Regions from separate parts of the Danio rerio genome. Here region 1 is linked to region 2. A link is a contact called in public Micro-C data. All regions are on one chromosome and are shown on one strand. The core of a region is the stretch at or near the end of the contact, and the rest is flanking DNA. Distances in the headings are between cores, read along the strand shown. Region 1 holds the start of epha4a (eph receptor A4a). Region 2 overlaps LOC141378650 (a long non-coding RNA gene).

Evidence for each region. Hi-C and Micro-C count contacts between places; a contact is called where the count stands out from the background.
Region 1: a contact with region 2 is called in a Micro-C map of caudal fin, with 2.4 times the contacts expected there. The contact joins the promoter of epha4a here to the enhancer-like site in region 2. A contact is called at or near these places in 3 of 18 Hi-C or Micro-C datasets (caudal fin, embryo and an unstated tissue) and 1 of 4 datasets of contacts at active chromatin or transcription factors (gastrula embryo).

Annotation. Positions count from the first base shown.
Region 1 is chr2:43,161,898-43,168,683 of GRCz12tu, reverse strand. It overlaps epha4a (eph receptor A4a), which reads left to right and starts at 4,099. Exons shown (of 17, transcript NM_001365171.1): 1 at 4,099-4,271; 2 at 5,350-5,417. The coding sequence starts at 4,172. It also overlaps a transcript of si:ch211-122l24.6 not described here.
Region 2 is chr2:42,957,228-42,964,353 of GRCz12tu, reverse strand. LOC141378650 (a long non-coding RNA gene) reads left to right here. Exons shown (of 5, transcript XR_012393546.1): 5 at 1-1,693. Among named protein-coding and RNA genes, the nearest start is that of slc25a36a, 170 kb to the right of the region's middle. Within about 2 kb of position 5,808, at least 8 of the 62 cell types and tissues checked have an H3K27ac peak or open chromatin away from gene starts, as enhancers often do.

The DNA of each region.
Region 1 (6,786 bases), core at 2,850-5,349, 210 kb before region 2:
AATTCAGTCAGGAGACCTGAGAATCCAGCAAGAGAATGGAAAATGATCTGACGGTAATCAATCAAAAAAAACGGTGACACAAATGACCAAACACAAGGGCCCAGAGCAAAGCCTTGCACAAACACACCCCTGGCTGTGGCGATTCTCCGCCCACCGGGCAAAACGCAATCAATAGGCCTTCGCCTGATATAAGCAGAAGCGATTGGTGGAGAGCACTCAACGTGCACCGCCCCTTCTCCAACTAATTGCGCCTTTATGATTGCGCAGTCTCTCGTGTAGATCGAGAAAATAAAACGCCATTCTTTTGGTCAAGCTGAGTGACAATCGATGTTGGGCGCCCATCTCGAAACGCCAGATGCTCCGCCCGACTTCATTATGTCAGGCGAGATGGTTTCGCCTGAGCAACGGCCTCGGCACAAAGCGCTTCGATCGTGGCCCTAGAGACTAAGTCCCGGACGTCACCTGCTCCTCAGCCTAATGCTATTAAAAAACGAGAGATCCCAGAGAGGCCCCCAAACACGCATATGGAAAAGAACAAAAACGTAGCTCTTACTATACGTAAACAGGAAACTGTTGCTGTGGTCAGACGAATCTTGAATGTTAAAGTTGGAGAAGGCGGTGGAACGGTTTTCAAGACGTCAACTAATCAAAAGAAACCAAAAGACAAACAAACTAAAACTAAAGTCACATATTTTACCCTACACTTGGGTAAATAATAATAAACACATTTTAGAAACTTGAACTTTTCATTAGCATAGTAGAAAATGGATTTTGAAACTAATAAGTTTTGTTTATTGTTTAGCAGATGTTCAGAAAGTCTTCAGAAAATGTGCAAAATCACAAAATATTTAACACAAGCTGTTTTTCCCATTTCTTTTCTGAGTGTAATTATGTAGTAAATAAAATTTGTTTATAAAGCACATTTAACTTTAGTTTGGCACTGACCAAAGTGCTGAACAAAACCATAACACACAATCTAAAACAGTGAAATAACAATGAACGTAATATTAATAATAATAATGATATGACAACAACAATGTACAATAAAGATTACAAGCCAGGAAGGTGATAGAATAAAATGTGTCTTAAGTCTGGGCTTAAAAATAGAGGGAGAAGAAGAACTTGTAATGTCCGGTGGCAGCTGGTTCCACAAACGTGCAGCAGCGACTGCAAAGGCTCTATCTCCTTTAAGGTTATGTCGTGGCATAATTGTAGTGCTTTATTAACCAAAAGTAAAATCTTGAACTGAATTCTAAAATTACAGGAAGCCAATGGAGGGCTGCTAAAACTGGTGAAATATGAGCATGCTTTTTGGTACCTGTTAAAAGTCTCGCTTCCGCATTTTGAACCAACTGCAACGTGCCAATGAAGATTGAGGGAGACCAAAGGAATTACAATAGTCTAGGTGAGATGTAATAAGAGCATCTATGACTTTTTCCAGATCTTGAGAGGAAAGTATGGAGATGATCCCAAGCTGATAGTTATTATTCTTAACCACTGAGCTAATTTGAATGCAATGAAATGCTCAATTCCAGAACTCAGAGTATGTTTACATAATGATGTGCTAAAAATGTAAAAGATTTAATTTGCATTTTTGAATTGTTACAAGTAAACAAATTTTCAAAAATGAACACTATTCTCATAAAAACTTCAAAAAAAAAAAACAAAAAAAAAAACAGATTAACGAAAAACACTGCCTTACACATGCCAGACCAGTAATTGGTAACATCAATGTACAGAAAAAACTGTCTCATAAAGGTTGCCAAGTACTTACACCTTGCACAAGATTTTTGACTAAGCATAAAATATGAACTTTTGGTGATATGCACTTATGCACAATTTTCACAAAATCATGTCGTTGCATTCCAAAGACACACTATGCACTTATGCACTATAGCACCTACACATCATCCATATTTAGTGCACTTGTTTCTTTTAGAGTTTTCAGTATGAACGCACTACCTAGTTATATTACAAAATGGCATAGAGCAGTGCATTACAATGAGATTCAGGACACACTTCATGTTTTGTACTGCACATAGAGACTATAATTGTTTTCAAATTTAGCATTGTAAAACCTTAAAACCAAAATATTCTGCAAGTAGTTTGGCCGAAACTAATAAAACTTTTGTTTTTAGTTTAAATTGTTGTCAACTTTTATTTAAAGGTATGTACATAAGAAATGGAAAGATGGTAATTAGTCCACAAATTGTGTTTGAGGCTTTAATGATTAATGATATTTTAATTTATCAAGACTACACAAAGGACAAGCATATGGGATTTTTATATTGGGATTTATTTAAATATTTACTTTCAAAAATGGTCATAATGCCATACATACAGTATTGCATACTGTGGATATAACCAATGAAGCATTTCAAATAAATAAATACTTTGTGCACACATTACATTCTGAATAAAAATATGTGAAGTATAAATGTAATCTCCACTACATTCACCATGTTGTGTTTTTAGTCTGCTTCTTGAATTCAAAAATATGTATGTTGTCATGTATATTGTTTTTGCCTATATAATAGTATGGAACTACACCGTTTCGTTTGCAGCTTATGCTTTACATAATAATTTATGTAAGCAAAAACAGTTCACTTTATTCCAGCATGAACATTTATCTTCTAGTGACACAACAATGAAGTGCTGCCACAACTGTTAATGTTAAAGTATAAACTTTGCCTTGTCTCTTTCAGATCCATCAGCCTCGAGGGCGGATCCCAATAGCTCAAGTCTGTTGCTCTCCCTTGCGACCCATCCATATGCAAACACGCTGTTGTCAAAGTTGTCAGCACACAGTCAACCCGACACCCTTTACAGGATGTGGATTGGCTCGTCAGGTGGGCGCAAGCAAGTACGGTACAAAGCGGGAAGCGAAATCGGCGCATCTGCTGCTATTGATGGAATTCTAGGATGGAAAAGACGCATTTGGTGCGCAACTCTAACTCTGTGGGCGTCATGAAACGCTTGATTGACAGGGGCAGGATGAGGTCGTGGAGTGTAGGCGTCCAGTTGATAAAGGCATAAAGGGTCTCATCCTAACATTTAATAACTTTTAGGCTTTGTAGTAACAGCAGTGCTCGATGCGCGGATGAATCTCTCTTTTGATGCTTTTTAAGAAGTTGACGCAGTTCACAAAACGGGTTTTGAAAAAGTCGTTGAGGGCTCAGTCGGCCTGACTGATGCTTATTCACACAACAAACGTATCAATACAACGTAATCGGAAAAAAAATAAAAAAAAATATGCTACATGATCCATATCAATAAGGTGATAAAATATGCGTCCACGTTAGGTTTTATTGTTGTGCCGCACAGCAATGCTGAATGATATGAAAGTTTTGAATCATTTAGAAATGATCAGATTTGCGATGACGAGTCAGACTTTTGTCTCAAACTGTAGCACAAAAACACTGCAGTATAGGAATAGTCAAATAATTATATCAGAATAAGCAAACAGTCATGCGTTTTCAAATATAATTCCACTCTGTTATGTAAGTGTTTAATTATTCATTAAATGTTTAAATGTGTACAGTTTCCTCCTAATGACCTGCCTATTAGCACTGTGATAAAAGTATTTAAGCACGACCTAGAAAGTTTAGAAACTGATTTTTTTTATTGAGCGCCGTGAATTAGATGGATAAATAGCAAACACTAGACGGCGCACTTGCTCTTCCCGTTATAAAGCTGTTCGACTCAACTTTAATGACTTGCGCGCTTCATACAGTTTTTGCATGACGTGTACCGCTATAATAATTTTGACCATGGTATTACCCATATATTATGAACTATGATCGGCTGGTAAAAGCAGCCCCTTTCTCTTCCTTTATGTATTTTCTGGCGCGTTCTCCTTAACGCGCGCACGCTCTGCATTCTCACACACAGGCGAGCTGAGTTGTTTTATGATTGCGCAATAGATTGAAAGAAGGACTTTTTATTTTTATACAATTCTTTCAATTATCATATACCTGAAAAATGGGCTGGCTATTTACCCGAATGGATGGACTGTTGACTTTTGGTGTCTCGCTGTGACAGGCACGTCAGGCAGTAAAGATCCGCCCCTCGGCGGTGTTCAGCAGCGCTGCGTGCATCACTCTCAAACGCTAATTCCACCGGGACAGACGCAACTTCGGTCCGCGCGCGGAGCGGAGGAGACGCACACGAAATGACACCAATGGCTGCGCTTGTGTTCACAGCGACTTTTGCGCTAATAATCTGGATACCGACTTTCGCATTAACCGCACGGGTCTACCCTCCTAATGAAGGTAAGGATTTACCAAAACCCAAGGAAATTTCAACAAGAGTTATGTTTTGTTGTTGTTTGGTATGCCACTTGGGACCGAGAGTGGCACAGCGCTATGACTGCCATTTGTTTTATTCATTTCGACACTTTATCTCACCAGCGAAAAGGAATTATATAACGTTTTTTTTCTCCGAAAGTCCCTTTGGGTATCTCCAAGTGTCTGCGGTTCCCAAAACCCGCAGATCAAATGGAAAGCTGAGCCGTTTCTTCTTCTTCTTCTACTTCTTCTTCTTCTTCAAAAGAAGTTTAAACTCGGACACTAATTGGGAGTAAACACTGCTTGTGCTTCGACCGATTTCCAATTTTGTTGGAAGTTTCTTTTTATTTATTTATTAATTTATTTTTGTTTCGTGATATATGCAGGGATTACCAGAATTGAAAATAGTCCACAATTCTCCTGTCAATTATTACATTTATTTACATTAAATGCGCGAATCTACAAAAAACGCGGACGGACAAATGATTTCAGCGTTCCAATACAATTTGTAAAAACCTAAAGTCTCAGTTGAACTCGCATGCTTTAAATACTTCAATCGTAAGGCTTTGTTTTGGAATTTGCTATATATATATATATATATATATATATATATATATATATATATATATATATATATATATATATATATATATATATATATATATATATCACTAATTTAAAAGCTCAAATGAACAGTAATTTTAATATAATCTTTACATTCATCACACTTATTATTTTACTGTCTCAAAAGACCTAATTTAGCTTGGACAATAGCCAACTTAGGATGCTGATTTAAACAATACACAATCATGCCATAATCAGAATCTTTAAAATGCATACTTAAGCCAAATGTTCTGTATTATTTAACCATAACCAATAGATAGATTCTTTGTGACCCTTAATCAGTGTGCTTTGAGAAAATGGAGAGTTTAATAACTGTGCAGTTAGGAACAAAAGCGTAGCGGCAGAAACAAGTTTTGATGACTTACAAGGTAGTTTGATCTAGTCATAAAGAGGTTGATGATCCATTTTCAGTGACTCATAGCATTTTGTCTTTCCACAGTGACACTGCTGGACTCGAGAACTGTGCAAGGAGAATTGAAATGGGTTGCAAGCCCGACGGAAGGAGGGGTGAGTCTACAGAGGACAAACAATGTTGCTTTTTCTTCAGTTTTTGTGTGGAAAAATTCCTCTTAACAACTCTTGAAGGTGTTGATTGTTTTTGAGAGCTATTTTTATACATTTGAAATTACAGGAATTAGAATAACCCATTTTGCACAGTAGAATTGCTGTTCTAATAAAACTAACAGGTACAAGGTCTAACCAAGGCCTGGTGTTGTGCCAAAAGCATACCAAAAAAGTGATGGAAATTGATTTAACAGGCATCACACTGTATTAAATCAGTATTTTCTGCATTAGTGCATAGATGAGCGCAGACAGTTAATGAAATCTGCACACACATCCATAATTATAAAATCTGAGAGATGAAATGGCTTTGTTCTTATAATTTGATGTTTCATACAGACTGAGAAACGGCTTAAGTTTAAGTGCTTGCGCTCATGATAATTCATTTAGAGATGCTGTGCTTTGTAATTATAATGTTAATGTTTTTTTTTTTACCTTATCTGTAGGTTAGCGTCTTATATTTAGTAACTTTCTGGTACTTGGTGCAGTGTACTAAGCATATATGACAAAGAAATTATGTTTTGACTAAAATGGGTATGATTAGGGCTTACACAAATACAGTACAGTATGAATGTGCTGATGTTTAAACATTATGAGATTTTATTGCTATTTGTTTCCTTTAAAAATCATTGCTGTTTACCTAAAATTAAACACGTTCTGTAATTATATAGAATGTTTACCTGTTTGGTCAGTTTACTTCATGATATTCATACTTGATTTCACTTATTATGCTGTAAAAAAATACAAATATAGCAATTTTAAAGGATTCTTTTATATGTAAATGATTATTGTTAGTGTGTTTTTATGTATTAGTGTAAAATGGGCATTGTAATCAGCATTTTATATATATATATATATATATATATATATATATATATATATATATATATATATATATAATTATTACAATGCCATTTTACACTTATACATAAAAACACACTAACAATAATTATTTACATATAAAAGAATCCTTTAAAATTGCTATATTCTTTTATAATATATATTATTTATTTAGTCTAAAATGGCATCAGTACTTTATGCATGCTTTTATGTAATTTAAAAAAAAAATTGTTTCGTTTAAAATATGTAAATCAGTCTTTTCAAAGCTGCGTGTAGTTATTTATCAGCGATTTAATTGAATATGCCACAATTAGGCTTCTTTGTTTTCTCTCTACACACTTTGGTTAGTTTCAGGTCTAATAGTGAACTTGGCATTTGGAGAAATGTGGTCCCCCCCACTCTCTGCTGCTTTATCTCATCAAAACCATTTGATTGACAGGGTCCCGACAGAGCCCCCTCTCGCACGCAAGTGGGC
Region 2 (7,126 bases), core at 4,559-7,058:
TTAAACTAGTGCGCTTTTGTTTTAATTTGGGTTTTAGGTTCAAAACACTCCTCATCCAGACTTGCGTTTTTATTGTGTTTTAGAAAAACAATCTGTCCACGCTGTACATCCTAAAATGCATAATACATGCATGTTTTGCTAGCATCTGTACTTTCTGTAATGGTCAATTACTGTAAAATGGCTTAATGAATCAGGAAACTCGGTAACACTTTATAACTACAAACTATAAACCATTTATTAAGTATTAGCAAATAGTGAATTCATTATCTGTTAAGCATCAACTCTACTTTAATAGATGTTAGTAAGCAGTTTATAACTGCAGCTACAAATGCTGTATTCTTGACTCAAAAGCACATTTTACATTATTTACAAACCAGTCATTCAAGCATTTACGCATAATTGTATTTTTTTTTTTTAAGATCACTCAGAATGCGTATTTGATTAATAAACTGTTAAAACTACCATTTAATATTCTTATTATTCAGGAATATACTAATAGTTAACTTGTATGTTAATACATGCTTTATCAACTCAACTTCATCCAGTTATGTGACCTAATCTAAAGTGAAGATTATTTATGCTTTATAAATCCCTAATAAATGACAATTAAAGGCTCAGTTATATTCTAAACAGGAAAAAAAAACTTTATTTATTGCTATCCATTTAAAAATACACCAATCAAATCAAACAAATCAAATAAAATAAAATAGTATTTTAAATAATTATTTGCAATTTTAACTTTTAAACATCTAAACATTATTTAAATGATGGCTAAACATTGCTAAATCACATTGAAATGTTGTATCATAAAATGTTGTTAAATTATTATATTGTTTTTTTATCCATCTTTGTTATATTTTACACTCCTGTTATTCAACAATGTTTACTCTTTACGAAAATTGTATTTTTGATAGGATTGCAAAGATTATTGTTCATTTGATAATAATGTAATTGTCATTAAAAAAAAGATTTATAAAGCATAAATAATCTGCACTTTAGATTAGATCACAAAACTAGATAAAGTTGGCATAATAAAGCATTTATTAACATACAAATTAACTATTAATATATGCCTGAACAATGAGATGCATAAACATTTACTAACTAATTCTGAATGATCTTAAACTACCAACTACTCTTAAATACAAATGATTAGTAAATAATGCAATACTTTAGTTAGTCATGAAAAATCAATCAGTCACCAATTATGAAAGTACAACGATTAAGCACATTATAAATGTCAAGAATACAGCATTTATAGCAGCAGTTATAAACTGCTTACTAACATTTGTTAATGTAGAGTTAATGATTAATAAATAATGAAAAAGCTATATGCAATTGCTTAATAAATGGTTCATAGTGTGTGGTTATTATAAAGTGTTATCGGAAACGCATTTGCAATAATCAATAAGACAAGTCAGAGAGTGATTGTGAATGGCCAGGCCAGTTTGTACTGAATGAAACACCAGCATTTACAGACTAAATCCTGACTAAATTCCATTGAAATCGGATGACTGTGGAGTGTGTTTGAGTATAGTGAACTGATTGTTCTAGAAACCAAAACTAACTGTGTTATCTTTCTGGATGTAGACATAATATTGTTATCACAGCATGAAAGGCATGGTCAGAAATGATATTTATTTGATTGTGAAGTCTAAGCAATGCTCAGTAGGCATTAAAAAAAGTTTGTCAAGACAATCTTCACCATATCATCACATCATCACTATCAGTCTGGACCATTGCAGGAAGGATCAATGCTTTCATTCTGAATGTTGCTGCAGAAACTGAGACTCTACTGACCATGCAAACTTTTTTCCAATCTTCTGTTGTCCAATTTTGGAAAATTAATTTCCTGTTCTCAGCTGTCAGGATTGGCACCGGTCTGATCTTCTGTTGCTGTAGCTCATCTGCTTCAAGATTTGACATGTTCTGTGATCAGAGATTCTCTTCTGCTGACCTTAGTTGAATTAAGCTGTCATTCGAGTTCTCCTCTGACCTCTTGCATCAACAAGAGTTTTTTTTTTTTCCCATTGAACTGCACTCATTGGGTATTTTCTTTTTTTCGGGCCATTCTTTGCAAACCCTAGAGATGGTTGGATGTGGAAATTCTATTAGATCAGCAGGTTCTGAGATACTCAGACCAGCCTGCCTGGCTCCAACAACAATGTCAATTTCAAAGTCACTTAAATCACCTTTCTGATGCTCGTTTTGAGCTTTAGCAGACCGTCTAGGTTAAGTCTGCATGCTTAAATGCACTGTTGCCCCTCTGATTAGGTGCTTGCTTTAACAAGTTGTTTTAAACCTTATAAAACGGCCATCGATTGCATATTACATTACAATAATTTGCGATCAGTATTGGATTTTCTTTAAACAAATATATGAAAACGCCAGTGCAGAACAGCATTTTATCTCATTTAAACCCATTCCATTCCTTCCATTATTAATGTAAAAAAAACTTGTGAAGTTTGCAGATGATTCCATCATGTTAATCTAAAACTCAAAGTTACAAAATCATCTAGTTCATATTAACACTCAAGCTCACATGCTTGATTAAAATTGCATCACATTAAAACGACATTACATTGCAGAAAATAAATCTTCTACTGTGGATTTTGGGACTGCAGCAGTAACATGAGATCATTATGTGGATGGAAATCCACAGAGACTTTCTGGAACATTGAAACGGGTCAGTACGGGTGAAACTACCAAGTCACCCACCACAGTTTATTCAGTTTTGCCATCATCCATATCATCTCTGTCTCTGAAGCAGCTCATCCCTCCTGAACTCAGCGTTAAGAACATTCCATTCTCGCAGCGCCAGTGTGTTTGTGTGTTTTGAAAGGTCTCCTGGTTCTGGGTGACCTGGAGCTGAAGTGCTGAGAATCTGCTAGAGACCTCTTCATGACTTCTCTGTAAAGACAAACAGTCCATTTCCATAGCATTTTGGGTTGGGGTCACATGTCGTGACGTTGATCCGACACGGAAAGGTCAAACGCTGGACTTGTTCAAACTTTTTTATTTTGTGCCTTAAGGAATTTAAACGGACTTTAACACTCAAAGTACAACATTTTGTTAGTTTAGAGTCTGGATAAGTCTGAAGGTTTGTTAGTGTTGTTTAACTGCTTGGCATAGGGTCACTTGTTGCAGGAGGAATTAGGTTCCTCCACAAGTGGATCATTCAGAGCTGACCTTAAAAACGTCTGGCTAGTTAACTTTCTGCCTTCTTTTGGCTCAGTAAAAACAAAATGGAATCAAGAAACGCTGATAGAACTGTTGAATCCAATGTTGCACTGCTATAGAGGAAACATTTCAAATAATAAAAATAAAACAATTTAAAGTATTTTGGACATTCATTTACTGCATTTTGGGGGTCTCAAATCAAACATTTTTGTTTTGTGTTCTCTGTGACAAAAAAAAAAAAAATAAATAAATAAATAAACTTACATTTAGTCTGTAGGGCATCACGGTGGCACAATGGGTAGCACGATCACCTCGCAGCAAGAAGGTAGCCGTTTCGAGCCCCGGCAGGGTCAGTTGGTATTTCTGTGTGGAGTTTGCATGTTCTTCCTGTGATCTCTTGAGTTTCCTCCGGGTGCTCCGGTTTCCCCCCAGAGTCCAAAGACATGTGGTACAGGTAAATTGGGTAAACTAAATTGTCTGTAGTGTATGTGTGTGAATGAGTGTGTATGGATGTTTCCCAGTGATGGGTTGCAGCTGGAAGGGCATCCGCTGTGTAAAACATATGCTGAATAAGTTGGCAGTTTATTCCGGCGTGGCAACCCTAGATTAAAAAAGGGACAAAGCTGAAAATAAAATGAATGAATGAATTTAGTCTGTAATCGTGATCAAGTACTTGACAACCAACAGAAACAATGTCAACTACTACACTGGCATGCATAATATGGAGTTTTCAGTTGTTTTTGCAAATCTGTTTTGACAACATTATCATGTATACCGGAAACCTTTCTGTTTTAGTATATTGTTATGATGTAAACATACTCATAGATGCAAGATTATTCTCTCACAATGTGGGACATTCCAGAATGGATTTTTCAAAGGTTGGAGTGATTTAAAATCCAGGGGAAGGCTCAAAAAGAGTGTTTTAAAAATGTTTTGTAAAACTATACTTATGGCAACATTACTGTCTGCAAAATATATGTTGTTTCTTGCACGTTTTGTGACACATTTAAAGGAATTTGTCCAGTCATAGATTCCAAAACTAAACATGAGTGAATGCAATTCTGACATACAAGATTTTCACAGAAGTCAGTCAAGTTTGTTGAAGGAAAAATCATGGTTTGGGGTTGGGGTGAGATCTGCAGTGTATGGCAACTTCAACAGTCTGCAACTTCAACAGTATTAAGACATTTGTGCTGCCCGTTACATGACAAACTACGGGAGAGGGCAAATTCTTCAGCAGGATAGCACTCCTTTTTATACTTCTGCCTCCATATCAAAGTTTCTAAAAGCAAAGAAGATCAAGATGCTCCAGGATTGGCCATTCCAGTCACCAGACATGAACCTCATTGAGCATGTCTGGGGTAAGATGGAGAAGGCATTGAAAATGAATCCAAAGAATCTTGATGAACTCTGGGAGTCCTGCAATAGCGCTTTCTTTGCCATTCCAGATGACTTTATTAATCAGTTATGTGAGTCATTGCAGAGATGTATGGATGCAATTGTTCAACCTCATGAGTCATACACAATATATACACTGTGCAATTTTTCTGTTCAGTGACAAGACTTTTGTCTAAGTCAGTCCTTACTGTTCTAATTAAATAATTAAAAATTAAGGCATGGTCATATTTTACTTTTATAAAATAAGTGTAATCTAGTGGCCTTTGCTTTTCATGCCTTTCATTATTTGCCACTTCTGATGCCAAATAATCAACTTAAATTCAAATTATTATTTGTTGTTCCTAAAATTTGGATAGGCAACAAGACTTTTGTCAGGTAGTGTAGACTAGAAAATAAATAAATGTTGAAATGCTGCTAGTGTATTTCAACTGGAAACTGTTCTGAACTGAATATAGTTTGTGTGTATTTTTGGGATCATTTAATTAAAGTCAGTGAACAAACACTAAACCCCATACATAGGCTTGCATAAATGATAAGAATTTTCATATTGGTGTGTACCTTTAAACTCTCTTTTCCCTATTTATAATTATAATATGGGTCAATGCAATTACGCCATATTCATTGTGATCACTAAAGCCCCCAACATATTCTCAGATTCATTTCTGTCTTTGAGTTGGATTTATTTGTTGTCCAAGAAGCTGTGTCACATATGGCCTTAATGAGTTTCTCAGTAAGTACCCTCTGACAGACATAACTTGGTCTTTGGTGCTTTTGACCCCAGCTGGACAGTTTCCGTCAACTGCTGAATGACAACACTCTGTAAAAGGCCTGATTAGGTATGTTCCATCCCCCACAAAAGTCATCAGAAAGCAAGACCACATATGTTTGTTGAAAAGACCAGCACTGCTCGTCTGACTCATTTCCGCCACTGTGAAATGTTTATTCTGAACGGTTAATTTCAGCGAACTGCTTTTGTTCAGTGAATACTTTTACTTTGTCCAACATGCATCAAACATGGCAGAATGAAACATTTACCTTGTCTTTACCTCTTACTCTATTTATTGTCTACAGTTTTGATGCAATCAATATATCTACTGTCACATTAATCGGATTCAGAAGCCATAGAGAAGGTGGTCAGCGAGTTGACTGGGGCTTTCAAGAGTCTGGTATCTGATTGCAGACCTCAGGCTGAGTCTGACTGCCGCGGTGATGATCGGTGATCACATCAGTATTCTCAGACAGGGAGACACCCTTCAGCTCTTCCCCTCTGCTTTGCTGATGAAATGCTGCCATGTCTGAGGGCAATGCTAAAAATGCAGGGAGGAGGGGGATTTACAGGTTCTTTTGTAAGCATTAAAAAAGACAGTAAGAAAAGAGGATGGGAACGGGAAGAGGAACTGATTCAAGCTAAATAGAATTCTAAATGAAGCTTGGGAGGAGCATACTTATCATAATCCTGTCAATCACAGAACGTACGCCTGTGATAATCCTGCTGACATCCACTTTCTCAATTGTACATTTCTCTTTTTTATGCGTATTTATTATTATAAAAAACAATTAAGTGTCACAGTCTTCCAGACAGAGTGTTGCTGTCTAAATAATAGTAATGGTGGTAGGGATAATTTGTGATTTTTCTATAGGTTACAGTTACAGCATGCCAGTAAGGTGATGGTCTTTATAAGTAAATTTTTATTATTTATTTATTTATTTTTTTTAAGTGGATTTAGCTGTTGAGCTGTCAGGCTATTTTTGTTAGTGTGTTGCCTCTCGTTGGGTTAACATTGGAATGAGTTTGCCCAATTCAGCCTGCAGAATTTCCGTTGGTCGTCAGTGAAAGAGCACTCTGATTGGCTGTTGCTACAAATCAGAGCGCGAGACCAAAATCTGAATTGACGAAACCAAGCAAACAATGCAAGTCAAGAGGAAACACAAAAAAATTTTTGCAAACAGTATGCATTATCAGATTTTCAGACGTATTGGCATGAGCAAACCATAGAAGTACTGTGAAAAGGGGGCAAATAGCTGCTTTGTTTATAGTTTGTATTGTGTGGAGCACTAGTTCCAGATTAACTTTGTGGAATGACAATACAGACTTCTGCCAGTGGTCCCCAACCTTTTTATCAGTGTGGATCAATCAATGCTTGACAATTTTATCATGGACCAGGGTGGGGTGGTTGTTTGTAGGTTGCTAGGCGACCATTAATTGTTTTTTTTTCAGAGGACGACAAGCTGATAAAGCTTTGCTGTCACTCTGATACAAGTTTTGTTTATGGAGAAAACTATACAAAGCACTGCAGTGTTGGGGTGTTCTGTGTTTGTCTGAGATAATAGTCTACAGAAATGTGTATATTCCATACAAGCTGAAGGGGATCAGTCAGTTCTTGTCACATGACTCGCAGTGCACTCGCGGCATGAATTTTGGCTGGGTGCATCTAGAAGGTGTCAGCGTGTCACGCCTTTTGCGTGTGCACACCTCCATTGGAAATAACGAAATTGCACAAACTCAACAGTCGATCCTCCTGCACAATAATAGTTGTTCCCCTGATTT